3 separate regions of the Mus musculus genome follow, and all the other regions are linked to region 2. The links are chromatin contacts, called in public HiChIP or PLAC-seq maps. All regions are on one chromosome and are shown on one strand. The core of a region is the stretch at or near the end of the contact, and the rest is flanking DNA. Distances in the headings are between cores, read along the strand shown. Region 1 holds the start of A730098A19Rik (RIKEN cDNA A730098A19 gene). Region 2 holds the start of Disc1 (disrupted in schizophrenia 1). Region 3 has its middle 36 kb from the start of 4930567H12Rik.

What was found. HiChIP or PLAC-seq counts read pairs in DNA pulled down with a chosen protein or histone mark.
Region 1: a contact with region 2 is called in an H3K4me3 HiChIP or PLAC-seq map of embryonic basal ganglia, with 10 times the contacts expected there. The contact joins the promoter of A730098A19Rik here to the promoter of Disc1 in region 2. A contact is called at or near these places in 4 of 39 promoter capture datasets (the 3T3-L1 cell line, embryonic stem cells and hippocampal neurons), 1 of 15 datasets of contacts at CTCF or cohesin (large pre-B cells), 1 of 484 Hi-C or Micro-C datasets (differentiating embryonic stem cells), 12 of 115 datasets of contacts at active chromatin or transcription factors (bone marrow-derived macrophages, craniofacial prominence, embryonic basal ganglia and 8 more) and 1 of 9 other capture datasets (liver).
Region 3: an H3K27ac HiChIP or PLAC-seq map of microglia shows a contact between it and region 2, with 4 times the contacts expected there. The contact joins the enhancer-like site here to the promoter of Disc1 in region 2. A contact is called at or near these places in 1 of 484 Hi-C or Micro-C datasets (the N1E-115 cell line) and 7 of 115 datasets of contacts at active chromatin or transcription factors (bone marrow-derived macrophages, embryonic basal ganglia, embryonic forebrain and 4 more).

What each region holds. Positions count from the first base shown.
Region 1 is chr8:125,896,216-125,900,715 of GRCm38.p6, forward strand. It overlaps A730098A19Rik (RIKEN cDNA A730098A19 gene), which reads left to right and starts at 1,699. Exons shown (of 2, transcript NR_155422.1): 1 at 1,699-2,239. Pcnx2 (pecanex homolog 2) reads right to left here and starts at 2,102. Exons shown (of 34, transcript NM_175561.4): 1 at 1,714-2,102. The coding sequence starts at 1,866.
Region 2 is chr8:125,052,032-125,056,423 of GRCm38.p6, forward strand. Disc1 (disrupted in schizophrenia 1) reads left to right here and starts at 2,164. Exons shown (of 13, transcript NM_174854.2): 1 at 2,164-2,253. The coding sequence starts at 2,199.
Region 3 is chr8:125,617,979-125,622,584 of GRCm38.p6, forward strand. No RefSeq gene overlaps it. Among named protein-coding and RNA genes, the nearest start is that of 4930567H12Rik, 36 kb to the left of the region's middle. Within about 2 kb of position 1,718, at least 149 of the 459 cell types and tissues checked have an H3K27ac peak or open chromatin away from gene starts, as enhancers often do. A contact at or near this core is called in the N1E-115 cell line, bone marrow-derived macrophages, embryonic stem cells and 1 more, where this site is marked.

The sequences.
Region 1 (4,500 bases), core at 449-2,948, 840 kb after region 2:
TGTTTTTTTTAACTCTAGGTTTTTATTAACTATAGGTTAATAAGTCCTATAAGGTCCTAAAATGGTCCCAGACAATTTCTCTCAAAATGTCCTACCACCCTCCCTATTACATGACAATCTCATCTCTCTTTTTTCAGAAGTGGGAAAACACCATGACCATGGGAGTCCTTCCCTGTGCTGGGAGGCCCCCTGACTTCATGGACCATCTGTCGCCTTCTCTTCTTTGAGATCATAACCAGAAGACCGGGTGGCCATACACATGGGCCACTACTGTTCTCTGGAGAGACCTCCACTTAGAAAACTAAGGTCGGGGTAGGTCCAGTGTCAGTCTAATAAACCAGACTGTCCTGAAGAAGACTTCATATGTACTCTCGTTGAGCACCACGGCTGGCACAAACTGGTTCTAATGGCCAGTAAGATAGCTCAGAGAGTAAAGCTGCCTGCCACCAATCCTGATCCAAGGATCCCCCAGAGTGGAACCCCTGCCAAGTTGTCTTCTGATCTCTCTGCATGCTTTCAAGCACACACACACACACACACACACACACACACACACACACACACACACACAGGAGCAAGTATCTTGTTCTACAGCCAAGGAAAGTAAAATGTCAAAGTAAGTCAACTCCTTCCATGGTCCCAGAACTGGGAAAAGCTGGGCCCGGAGTTCAGCTGAGCCAGTCTGTTTCCAGAACCACAGCTCTGAACAGCCTGCCAGTAAAAGAGCCAGGGTCTAGGGGTGCCAAGCCACCAGGCATCTCGAAGGTCAGACTCAGGATCTGTCACCTATGCAAACTCATTGAAGATTTTGTGGAGCAGAACATGACCATGTACTGTTCTAGGGACAAAGTCCTTCACAGACACATCAGAGACGGCTCCTCGCCTCACCGGCAAGTTAACAGCAGGCAGCTTTTTAAGGGTGCCCCATCACGCCTTGCGCTACCTATATGTTTAACTGACCTATGAAGGTCATAGGTAACCATTCAGTAAGCATTCACTATCCCCCATTGTTGGCCATCCCAGAGGAGGAGCTGCCACACTGCTCTGGCATAGGTGTATGACATTTATCCACTCCTGTATATTTTTAATTTTTTTTCAGACTTCTCTACACCATAGTGAAACTGCAGAGTGATTGACAGTGGAATCTACCTTCCTAAAGCAAAACAAGAAGAGAAGAGTAGGAAAAAAGAAAAAACGACTAACAACCGAAATCAGGTCGCCCTGAGAGGGATTCGTACTGCCTTTTTATTGCGACTGCACCTGAGGTGTTATAGCTGGTGTTATAGCTGATATCATCCGAAGTCGTGAGGCTCCATGGTTGGTACCCATAAGCCAGTCTCAACCGTTCAGACAGCAGGGCCTGACTCATCCAGGCAGCCCACATCGATTTTTAATGAGCTCACAATCCCCAAAGTCCTACATACTTCTTTCCGGAGACTCTCCAGTGCCCTGCAGGACTGTTGTCCCAAAACCCCTTGCCTCATTCTTCCGTCCCTACTTCTCAAAGTCACTGATTCCTTCCCATCCTGGGCATCCTCTGTGGCTCCCCCTCCCCTTCTTTCATAACCTTACTTCCTATTTAGTTCTTCCCATCTCCTTCCTTCTCTCCCCCTTCCCTCTCTTCTCCTGTTAATTTTCCTTTCCGCTTCCTGTTTCTCCTCCTTTTCCTTTCCTCCTCCCCCTCCTCCACCCACCCCTAAACTGGGGACTCACCAGGTGCAGAGCCAGTGGCAGCAAGAGCAGGAACAGCCACAGGTAGAGGTGGCAGCTATTGGTGAATTTGCTATGCTCCGGGTCGTGGTACCAGCCCCCTGTGAGAGCGGCCCACACACCCTGCCTGAGCAGCTGCAGCACCTGGGACGCCATGCCCGCAGAGTCCGGCAGAAACCGAGCGTGCCCTGGGGCTCAGCACCCTAAGCTCAGCACCCTGGAGCTCAGTACGTCGGCGCGTGCCGGTGTGCTCCAGGCGCGGTCCCACCCCCGCCGCCACCGCCCAAACCGCGGTAGACGCTGAACAGTACGGACCGGCACAGCGCGGTGCTGGAGCCGGCTGGGGCTGCCAGGCAGGTGCGCGCCATGTCCAAGGGAAGGAGGATTTTCCCATCATGCTCTGCGATGGCTGCTCAAGGATGCTCCGGCGGCTCCGCCCTGCGCCCACACAAGTCTGCGAAGGAGCTCAGTCCCTCCCTCTCCTTGGTGGCTGGAGCTCCACCTGCCTTTTCTCCTGAATCTCCCAAGAGTAAGTTTGCAAGGTGTGAGAACCAAGAATGTTCCCGTGTGAGGACCACAGACAGGAAACTTCTTGGCTTTTGTTTTTGTTTTGTCTCCTGCCCCAAAAGGTTTGTATAATCTGGAGGCCTAGGCTTGCGGTACTCAAAGCGATGTCCTCTGAGCTCCACCTGCGGGGCTTTGATCCCTGTGACCTTGGTTGGCTACAGACTAGAGGCTCTAAAGTTTCATGTGCGACATGGTCTGCTCCCACTGACCTCTTTCCACCCTGACTTTTCTCCTCCACCCCCGATTACCTAATTGGACGCACAGAAATGATAACCGCCGTTCTGAAATAATCGTTGGAGCCTCAGTTAACCACACATTTTTACCTTACATTGTTTTATCTTACTGATAAGGCACGGTCTCACTCTGTAGACTGAATTGGCTTGGAAGGGATTATGTAGCTCGGGCTGGCCTGAAAATTCATGGCAATTCTCTATAGAGTATTGAGATTATGAGCATAAGCAACTACATCCAGCTTTCTTTCTTCTTATATATTTCCTGAACATAATCTGGGATAGCAATCTACCATTTCAACCAGGAGGAGAGGGGGGCGGGGAAGGGCGGGGGAAGAAGGGAGGAGAGAAAAAAAAGAGAAGAACAGATTTTGATTGCGGCGCTAGGTGGCGCTAGATCGCTGCTAGAACAGAGTAAAGCCCATTCTTGATATTGCCAAACCAGCAATGAATCCTAACCCTGATTAATAAGCAGGGATAATCCAATACAGCAGAAAGCTTGTTCACAAAATGAAGGGTCTAATCTTTACTTTAGTTTGTTTGCTCTTCACATGTGTCAGTGTGTGTTCTGTGTACCTTGTGGAGATATTGTTTATTTTTGGTCTTTTTTTCTTTCTTTCTTTTAATTTTCTATATGAGAGTCCCTGAAGCACAGGATAGAAATAATGGAAGGGAGATTTTGAGTTTCAGTTGAATACATTTTGAATAAATAAGAAAATGACTTTAAATATTAAATTAATGTGCCATGATCCCAAACTCTAAATGAGATTTTTAAAACCAAACAAAAGTCAGCTTTAAGTAAATCATAGAACCTTGACTTCTATAGCCATAAAGAACTGATGTACACTGTCTCAAAGAGACAAGAAAAATACAGACAAAGCAGCTAAAGCCAGCTATTCCCAACTCCAGAAATGCAGTAAAGCCCCAGACAAAATGGAAAATCATTTATTTAAAATATATATTAATCAAAGCAACTCTTTGTTGCATGTTTACCAGAGCTGCCTTCTCCATCACAGGCAAGAACCCTGCTCTGGGTTAGGAAAATGTAGAAAGGACCTGTCTTAGTCAGGGTTTCTATTCCTGCACAAACATCATGACCAAGAAACAAGTTGGGGAGGAAAGGGTTTATTCGGCTTACACTTCCATACTGCTGTTCATCACCAAAGGAAGTCAGGACTGGAACTCAAACAGGTCAGGGAGCAGGAGCTGATGCAGAGGCCATGGAGGGATGTTCTTTACTGGCTTGCCTCACCTGGCTTGCTCAGCCTGCTTTCTTATAGAACCAAGACTACCAGCCCAGAGATGGTCCCACCCACAAGGGGCCTTTCCCCCTTGATCACTAATTGAGAAAATGCCTTACAGTTGTATCTCATGGAGGCATTTCCTCAACTGAAGCTCCTTTCTCTGTGATAACTCCAGCTGTGTCAAGTTGACACAAAACTAGCCAGTACAGGACCACAGGTGACAACTTGACTTTTTGCAGTGACCCCCCACAGCCCTGCCAGGGAAGTTGTTAAACAGGCAACTACAAAGCAAGTATAAACATGTTCTATATATTGCTCCCCTTGTCCTGATGTCTGTTTAAAAGGACCACAGCAAAATGTAAAAATCATAAAACTGTGGCCAGTGAAATGGCCCAGAGGCTTCGAGCACTTTCTGTTTCTGCAGAGCACCAGAGTTTGGAGTCGGTAAGTCCAGCTCCAGGAGACCTGATACCCTGCTCTGGACTTCAAGGACACTGTGTTTGGACACAGCAGACATAAACACAGTCGAGATACCCTTGCACATAAAAGTAAAAATAAATAAATCTTTCTGAAAATAGGTTGTCATCTTCAGGTACTGGACAGTTATTGACAGCCACTGAATTGATCTGTGCAGGGAAAAGAAATGGTGTGTGTGTGTGTGTGTGTGAATATCTGTGCCTGTTAGGTGTTCCTTTCAGCAAATTATACAGAGAGGAAAGAATTCTTTTCAAATCAATATACCAGTCCCT
Region 2 (4,392 bases), core at 914-3,413:
GCAGTAAATCTCCCAAGTGCTGGGATTACAAGGCATGAACCAAGGGCCATGGGATTTGGCATGAATGCCCTATGAGAGAACATATAAGGTCATAGAGCTGCCCCTTGGCTGATGGAAGTGCTTAATGTGAGGAAGCAAGCACTAAGAAGCTGGCTGACCACCAGGGGGCAGTGCTGTGTCCTAGACTCTGTGTTGGTCTTTCCTGCCAGGCATGGTGGCTACTGTGGCTGGGTGGGCTTGGGTGAATAAAGATCTACTCTGCCGAGCTCACTGCCACATCCATCCCTACCTGCCCTGGCCACCATGCTCACGAACCCATGGGGGTAACAACAGGGCAGCTGGAGAAAGAGGCTGGCTGCTATCCTCAGAACATGCCATCCTCTCTGAGGTCACCTCCTGGTGAGCGCTCCCAGGAGATGAAACTATCTTCACTTTTATGTGTGTGCATCTGTGAGCACGCATGTGTACAGGTGCTCATGAACAAAGTGGCAACTGAGGTTTTTTTTTAATCTGATTCTGATAATTTTGTAAGTTTTAAAACATTCATTTTCATTTTGTGTATGTGTCTGTCTGTCTGTCTGTCTGTCTGTCTGCGTGATGGTGACAGGGATAGCTAGAAGAGGGTGCCTGATTAGTCCTCTGGAGCTGCAATTGCAGGTAGCAGTGAGCTACTCAGGATAGATGCTGTGAAACTGAACTCTGATCCTCTGCAAGAATGCTATGTGCTCTGAACTGTTGGGCCAGCTTTCCAGCCCCTGTTTTAAGACAGTTTATGTTATATATTCAGAGGTATGCCTAGTTATCCTCGGGAGTGAGTCAGGTAGACCTGAGAGTGTTTATGGCAGGCTGGCCAATTCAACTGTATTTACTACGGAGTGCCTCCTGAGGAGGAGAGGCGTTCCATTCGTTTTAGCTGACCACTTCAGATCGATCGCAGGCCATCACTGAGGGGAGTCAAGGCAGGAACCTAAGGCAGGCCTGCTTGCTATAGCACACAGCATTAACCTCCAATGGAGAGCTCACTTCACTGCCAATCAGGTATAGCAGGAACCACAGAGGACGCTGTTTGCCAGCTGGCTCGTAGATGGGCTTCAGCTCACTTAGCTTTCTTGGATAGTTCGAAACCTAGGTAATGGTGCCGCCCACAGTGGGCTGGGCCTTCGAAGGCCAGTTAACTGTCCAGACCTTTCTTACAGACGCGATACGGGCCAATCTGATCTAGGTAATCATGGACTAAAGCTCTCTGCTCACAGGACCCTAGGCTATGTCACACTGACAGGTAAAGCAAACTAGGATACCAACACAGTGCCTTTTTCAACCCTGTTACCCTACCCACTGCACTAAATCCTGACTCTGCTCATGTCTTTATCAACTTCAGCCGCATCCGCCCGTGCTTACCCGAAGGTTCCTGGTAAGAGGCAACTGCTCTGGCCCACCTTTCCAGCACCTGGTCTTTTTTCTAGGGCCACAGGCTCCTCCCTTCCAGCACGCACTCTCCCAGGCTTCTTCCCACTGCCCCATGCTCCACCCACAGTCAGGTCTCCGGCTGACTCCATGCAGTTCAGTTTTGTAGGTTTATTTTTGCCTCGGGGTCCAGAGGCGAGGTTATGACGGGCCTAACCCCTGACTGGCACTTCCTGTACCCACTGTCCTGTAGCAGGTGCTTTGCTGAAGCAGCCAAAGGGAAGGGATGGGGGAGGTGAGCCAGCTGCCAGGAGCTTGGCACAAGCCAAGGCTTGTGCCGTGCTCCTGGCCAGCCCCGTGCTGCCAGAGATTCGATTCTCAAGTCATTTTTAACAGCTGCTCCCACCCCCCCCGACCTGTCATCTGTCACTTTCCTTCGGCTTCACCGCGACTTGGTAGGAAGAAGTCCCTCTCTTGACCACCCCGCCTTTTACTCCCAGGGTCTGGGAAGCGCCCAGTCTTTCGGTCCCTGGCCACACTGCCCCATCACACTTCCCCTCCTTGGTTTCCTCCAAGTGAAAAGCAAAACTTTCTGCGCTGCGGTCTGGGAGCCGCGAGGGGCGGCGCGCGCGCGCTAGCGAGGGGCCGAGGCTGGAGAGGAAGCGGCGGTCCTGGGCAGGAGGAAGAAGCCAGCCCTCGGCTCGGCCCCCTGCCCGTTTCCCGCCGCCTCCGCGGCCGCCGCTACCACCATCACCACCACAGTCACCGCCGTCCGGGGCGCAGCCGGCCGCACGATGCAGGGCGGGGGTCCCCGGGGCGCTCCGATCCACAGTCCGAGCCACGGCGCAGGTAGGGCCCGGGGTTCTGGAGGAGGGCGAACGAGGCCTGCCGAGATCCGGGCGCACCCTGATGCAGGGGAGGGAAATCGAGGCAGTGAGCGGGGAGTGCAGGGTGCGGGCGGTCGTGTCCCCAGCTCCCACTGCAGCTCCCGTCCAAGCGCGTCCCCGTCCCGAGAGTCCGGCCGCCCTGAGGCGCAGTCGGCGAAGGGCGCGCCCGCACTCCTTCCTTGCGAGGTCCCGGTGGCCGCGAAGGTTTCCGCAGCGCCCAAGTGCAGCTCGATCCCAGGACTCCCTCGGGTGGCCGGCGCAGACGCTGCGGGGACGCGGGGCGAGGTTGAGAGAGGTGTGGGAACTGCAGCCCGCACCTCCCGTGGGGCTGCTCGCCGCCCACTTCCGAGTGTGGACTGTGACGCGCAGGGCAGCGCAGGCTGAGGGGACCCGCTCCATTTCCTCTGTCAGCTTGGGCCACGTACCAACCCCGGTGATGACATCGAGTTAAGTGGGTGGCCGCTTTTCAACCTCAGCAACTCACTGTCAGAAACCCCAAGAAAAGAACGTGATGGCACACGCCTCTTTTCCTAGCACTCGAGAGACAGGAAGACTGTGGAGACTTTCTAATACAATCTGGGCTACAATAGTGAGACTCTATCTCAAAAACCAAAATCAAATCAGAACAATGAAAAATAAAACAAGCACGGAGATCTGCTCCAGACTGGGCTTTGCAGTTTGGGCGTGTGCTGTGCCAAGGAGAGAAGGCAAAGGACTTAGGAGCTTCTTTTGGCTCTTGGAGCCTCAGTTTACCCATCTGTGAAAGGAGCACTAATCACTAGCTTCCCTACCTCCTTAACTGGCTTCTATGAAGACATTTTTGCAATTGGGAGTTGGAAAATACAGGGTTGGTAGGTGGGTGTAGGGTAAGAGTCTTCTGCACCCGCATCCTGGACTCGGGAATGCCTTAGTTTTTCAATTTGTAAAATGGAGCTGATTTTCCTGCCTACGTGGTAGATTTTAAAAGGGGTTTAATGTGGTAGGAGGACATGAAACCCCTGGCCAAATCTCTGCGATACAAAGCAAATTCTCAAAAATCTCTTAGTTGCCCAGGCTAGCCTTAAATCTGCTGCCTAGCCCAGGCTGGCCTCCAATTTGCTAGCCTTTGCCTCCCAAGTGCTGGGATTACAGGTGTGCTCCACTACGCACGGGTCCTTAAGTATTATTTTGACCATGCAAGACCTAAATAATCGTGGGCAATACAGGAATGCCAGTGTGACATGTTAGTGTCTGAGTTACAGGGTATTTGAAAAGACATTTGGCACCTGACATGGAGACCGTTGAGGTTTAGCCAGGATTCTGCCCACAGCAAATAGAGCCCTGGATGAGAAACCTGCTTTCTGAGCTGTCTCTCCAAGTCTCGGGCTTTCTCTTCTGTTTATAAGAAAGAGAAAGCACCTGGGCTGTAATTATTACCTTAGCCCTGAGAGTGCTGCCCTGGGATGGAGAGCAGAACATCTGGAACTGGGGCAGGTGACAGCCTACAGGCGACAGGTGCCACTTTGCAGAGAGTGCATGGGCCAGGCACTTGGTCCTGCCCTTTGATGAGGTCCCCCTCACACCGGTGAGGGGCTGGTGCTACCATCCTCATCTTCCCTTGGATGTGGCAAGGGTTGGAGTCACCTGCCTGTGGCCCTGGTGGTTAAACAGGGACTGGGGCTCAAAGTCAGATGCAGGTGTCTCCAATTACAGGCTGAAGGGAAGGTGTCAGGTGGAGCCCAGGCTGAGCGTGGACCTTTGCCTGGTCAAAGGTAATACCTGGTCTTCTGTTTCTGCCGTTTATACCTATCTTCATCTATCTATCTATCTATCTATCTATCTATCTATCTATCTATCTATCTATCTATCTATCTATCATCTATCTATCTATCTATCTATCTATCTTCTATCTATCAATCATCTATCTGTATATCTTCTGTCTCTATCATCTATCTTCAGCATCTATCAATCATCTATTACCTATCTATCATTTATCCATCAATCTGTCTGTCTATCTTCTATCAATTATCTACCTACCTATCTATCAATCATCTATCTATCTATCTATCTATGTATCTGTCTATGTATCTATCTATCTATCTATCATCTATCTATCTATCTA
Region 3 (4,606 bases), core at 468-2,967, 570 kb after region 2:
TGGGGTGGCAAGGACATGCCACAGTGCTACCTTTTTGCTCGGGTTCTTGAGGCTGAATTCGGCTCTTCAAGCTCAGTAAACACTTTACCAAGTCAGCCATCTATCCCTCAGGGCCCAGGAAGGAAGGACTTCCTGAGCTTCCAGTGTCGCCAAGGGTAAGAATGGTTTTTACAAATCCCTTATGGCTATGGATCTTGTAGTTGGTCCTATGACATCAGAAAGCAGAGACCTCAGACATAAACCCTTGAACCTGGGCGAGCTGTATGCATCTAGCCATTCCCTCACTACTTCCCCCCTCAGCTAGGCCTGTGTCCTAAAGACTGCTCAGCCTTTCCAAGCAAGACCATTAACTGGGGAGCAAGTATTCAGATGTACAAGTCTGTGAGGTTTATTTTACATCTGAACCTGTCACAGATTCTCACCCATTGCTTTCCTGCAAATCCCGTTCAGAAGTCATGGATAACGTGCATCGACATTTAGAGGTCCTGGTTCCTCTCTTTACATAGTTTCTCAGTACTTCCTGTCTTAGGGGTTCTATGGCTATTGTAAACCCCACAATCAAAAGCAACTTAGGGAGGAAAGGGCTTATTTGATCTGATAGCTTGTAGTTGAGGGAAGTCAGGGCAGGAACTCAAAGCAGGAGCCTGGGGACAGGAGCTGAGGCAGAAGTCATGGAAGGGTGCTGCTTACTAGCTTGCTCCCTGAGGCATGCTCAGCCTGCTTTCTTAGCGCATCCAGAACCCAGCCCAGGCATGGCACTGCCCACAGTGAGGTGGTCCCTCTCACATCAATCCACCACAGAAAGAGGAAGGATGTGTGTAGGTCACAGTGGCATCCCACACTTTTGAAAGCGCAGGTGGTCCTCTGACTTATTCGGCTGGTTTATTGGTGGTGGTCTCTCCCTTTCCTAACTCCTTCCCACCCCGCCTCCCAACACACACACACACACACACACACACACACACACAGCGTTCTCTCCGTGCTCAGCCAAGATCCCCTGTGCCTCTGAGATCTGGGATGGTCAACGAAAGAGTTAACATCTATTAAACCAGTCGCCTTAGGAAACTGCTCTGTTTACAGAACAAATGAAACCAGAGCCAATAAATGACTTTGTCGTCCTTGTCCTTGCGTTAGTGTGGGAGCAGAAAGAGAGGCTGAGTCAGAGGCAGGACTTGCGCATGCGCGTGGCGAAGCAAGAGGTCCAGGGCCCGTCTCCCCTATTCATACTCCACCGTGTTTGTTTGTTTGTTTACTTATTTTTGAGGCAGCATCTCTCAGTGAACCTGGAGTGCCCTGATTCAGCTAGGCTGCTTGGTTTGCCAGCCTAAGGAGACTCTCTTTACTGTCTCCCTGGTAGGCAGGATCACAGGTTCCCAACAACACTGTACCTGACCTTTTCTGCAATGCTGGGGATCCAAACTCGGGTTCCCATGGTTGCGGACAAGCATTTTACTGATTGAGCTGCCTCCCCTTAATGGAGTTTTGCTCTGTCCTGCTGTGGCGTCCGAGGGTTTGTTGGGTGGAAACATTTCTCTTGCTCTGTTGAAACCTCCCAAATCGTGATTAGGCAGGTCGTCTCCGGTGTTCAGTAACAGACCTAGATCTGTCAGCCGGGCTGCCAGCCCTCATTTGTAAGCTCTCTGGAAGGAGTACACAATTGTACTCATTTTCTGTCCACTCCCGGGCCAGCTAATGGCTGCTCCTGAGTCACAGCGCATGATTCAGCATTACCTCCTCCTGGGTCTGCAGGAGGAGCTGATGTCTCCTTTTGCAAATGCGCCCCTTCTGGCCCCTGCTGAGCTCATAATCCAATGCATTGCATAAGCAGCTGTGTACAGGGAGCCCTCTTCACTTCCTGGACTCACAGAGCCACCCAGAGACTCACCGGAGTGGCAGGGGCTTCCTGTCTTCCCCTTCATAAGGTTCCCACTTAGATTTCAGCCATAGAACTGGCAAAGTCTCACCTTTCCCCGGCATTGCTGCTGCTTGCTCGCTGTGGCCTCTGTGAGGCTGAAGGCCTAGCCTTGGAGGTTGGGGTGCTGGCTGCTGAGGGCCAGTAGGAATGGCAAGTCAGGAAGGAGCACAGGTCATGGTCTCTGGGTTATGAGTACCTGGCAATCCAAAGGATGTTTCTCACAAAACAAAACACAAACAAAACAGAAATAAACAGCTCCTCAGGGTATACACAAGTCTAACCTGGCCACAGCTAAGTTACCAGGACTGTATCTGTCACAGGTAAGGGACTTTGAATAAAAACATGTCCCTAGAGATGGTCCCTTCAGCCCTGGCAACTGTCACTTGTCACGTGGACTACCACACAGTCTATCTAAAACAGGAGACAGAAATAGAAGAAGTAGGGTCAGAAGGCTAAAGCCAGGATCCAGGTCTGTGCCCAGAAGAGGCAGGTAGCAGGAGAAGGGGACACTGAAAGCCCTGTGCCCCTCGTGCTTGCAGCGTCAGAGCACACACAGCACTGAGCCAATGGAGCGCACATCACAATCCAGCAGGCAGCCAGTGATCTGTGACAGAGACTGCCTAGGAGACCAGCACTGACTTCCTGCTTCTCCTTTATGGGAGGATCTGTCTTGTGTCAGACAACTGACATATGCCCTCCAGGGTTAGCGTGTCTGTGATTGTCCATCTGGCCACAGGTTCAGTCCAGACCAGACAGGCTTGTTGGAGGTGCTTTGAACTACAGTACTATGACTCTGGCTTTCCAGGCAGAAGCCCCATTTTCTCTTCCCACAGGAGATAATGCCATAGACCTTGTGGGTGATGACTGCTACCTCGTGAGTGACCTCTGTGAACCTACACATTCTGCCGCTCACTCTGACCCCACCATTTTCTCTCCTGCTCTAGAAATAATGAAGCAAGGATGCTTTGAATGCTCAGCACTTCCCACAACACTGGCCCTTCTGAGAAACCACTTCTTGACCTTCTGCTGTCTCGTCCTCCTGTCAGCCTTCACCATCATCCGTCTCCTTCCCGGGCCTGACAGCTCCTCATTCTTAGGCTTCCGGCCTCCTGCATGTGGCCGTACTTCCTGCTCTCCCAGCATCCCCATCAGTCGTCCAGAGCCTTAAAGGGTCCTCTGGACTTCAGTAGTCTTTAGAAGTGCTACCAAGTTCTCCTCCAGTTTGGAAGCATGCCCGACAGGCAGGATAGTACCGCAGGCTGCCTTCCGATTCACTTTCATTGTATTCATTATCTGTTACTAGCACACTTAATTCTTGATCTCCAATAGATTTGAGGTAGCTTTCAAAATGAATATAATCCTAGAGAATAGTGTTAGTGGTTGGGTTACTGGTCACTCAAGTGGAAGGGAAGCAAAAAAAAGAGAAGAGTTGGTTGCAAATTCTGACCAGACACACATAAACACACACACACATACACAGACACACACATAAACACAGACACATATACAAACAGCCACACATGCACACACAAACACACAGCCACACACACAAATACAGACACACACACACACACACACACACACACACACACACACACACAGCAAAAGAGTGCAGTTGATCAGACCCACATCAGAGCTTTGCTGCAGGGATGAATAGAAAGTAAAACTTCACAGAAATATGGACACATTGCACGTGTGTGTGCATCATCTTTTCATCTTTGACTGTGAAAGTGAAGGCCCTTCTATAGTATACCATAGGGATTGGTGGGTCTTTAGAGTGTGTGTGTGTGTGTGTGTGTGTGTGTGTGTGTGTGTGCGTGTGTGTGTGTACATGCACATGCCTTCAGAGGTCAGAGGCATTAGATCCCCTTGGAGGTGGAGTATAGGCTATTGTGAGTTGCCAAACATGGGTGCTGAGAGATACCATGCTGAAGGGCAACAAGTGCTCGGAACCCCCAAGCCATCTTGCCGGCCCCTAGGATAGCTCATCTTGATTGTAAACTGGAAGAGATTTAGAATCACCTAGGAGACACACACATCTGAGCACGCCTTTGTTTCTAGAGAGGATTAACTGAGGAGAGAAGCTACCCTCAGTGTAGATAGCACTGCCTCAGGGGCTGCAGGTTTGGAATGGTTAAAAAGAAACAGGAGTTGAACACCAGAGAGCCAGCCCTCAGCTCTCTGCTTCTTGACTTCTTGAGATATGGCCAGCTGCTGCACTCTTTTGCCGTGTGTGTGTGTGTGTGTGTGTGTGTGTGTGTGTGTGTGTGTGTGTGTGATGTGTGTCTCTGTGTGTGTGTATGTGTGTCTCTGTGTATATGTATATGTGTTTATGTGTGTCTATGTGTGTATATGTGTGTATTTGTGTGCCTGTGTATGTATGTGTGTCTCTGTGCATATGTGTATGTGTTTATATATGCTTATGTGTGTGTGTATCTGTGTGTGTCTCTGTGTGTTTGTGTGTCTCTGTGTGTGTCTGTGTATGTGTCTCTGTGTGTGTCTGTGTATGTGTCTCTGTGTGTGTCTGTGTATGTGTGTGTGTATATCTATGTGTGTGTCTGTGTATATGTGTGTGTTGGCCATGGAGCCCAGGGTCTGTAGATGCTAGGCAAGCACTCTATTGCTGAGCTGTATCTCCAGCCCTGAGTATGTATTCTCCCTCCCCCTTTTATAGATCAGGAAATCAAGATG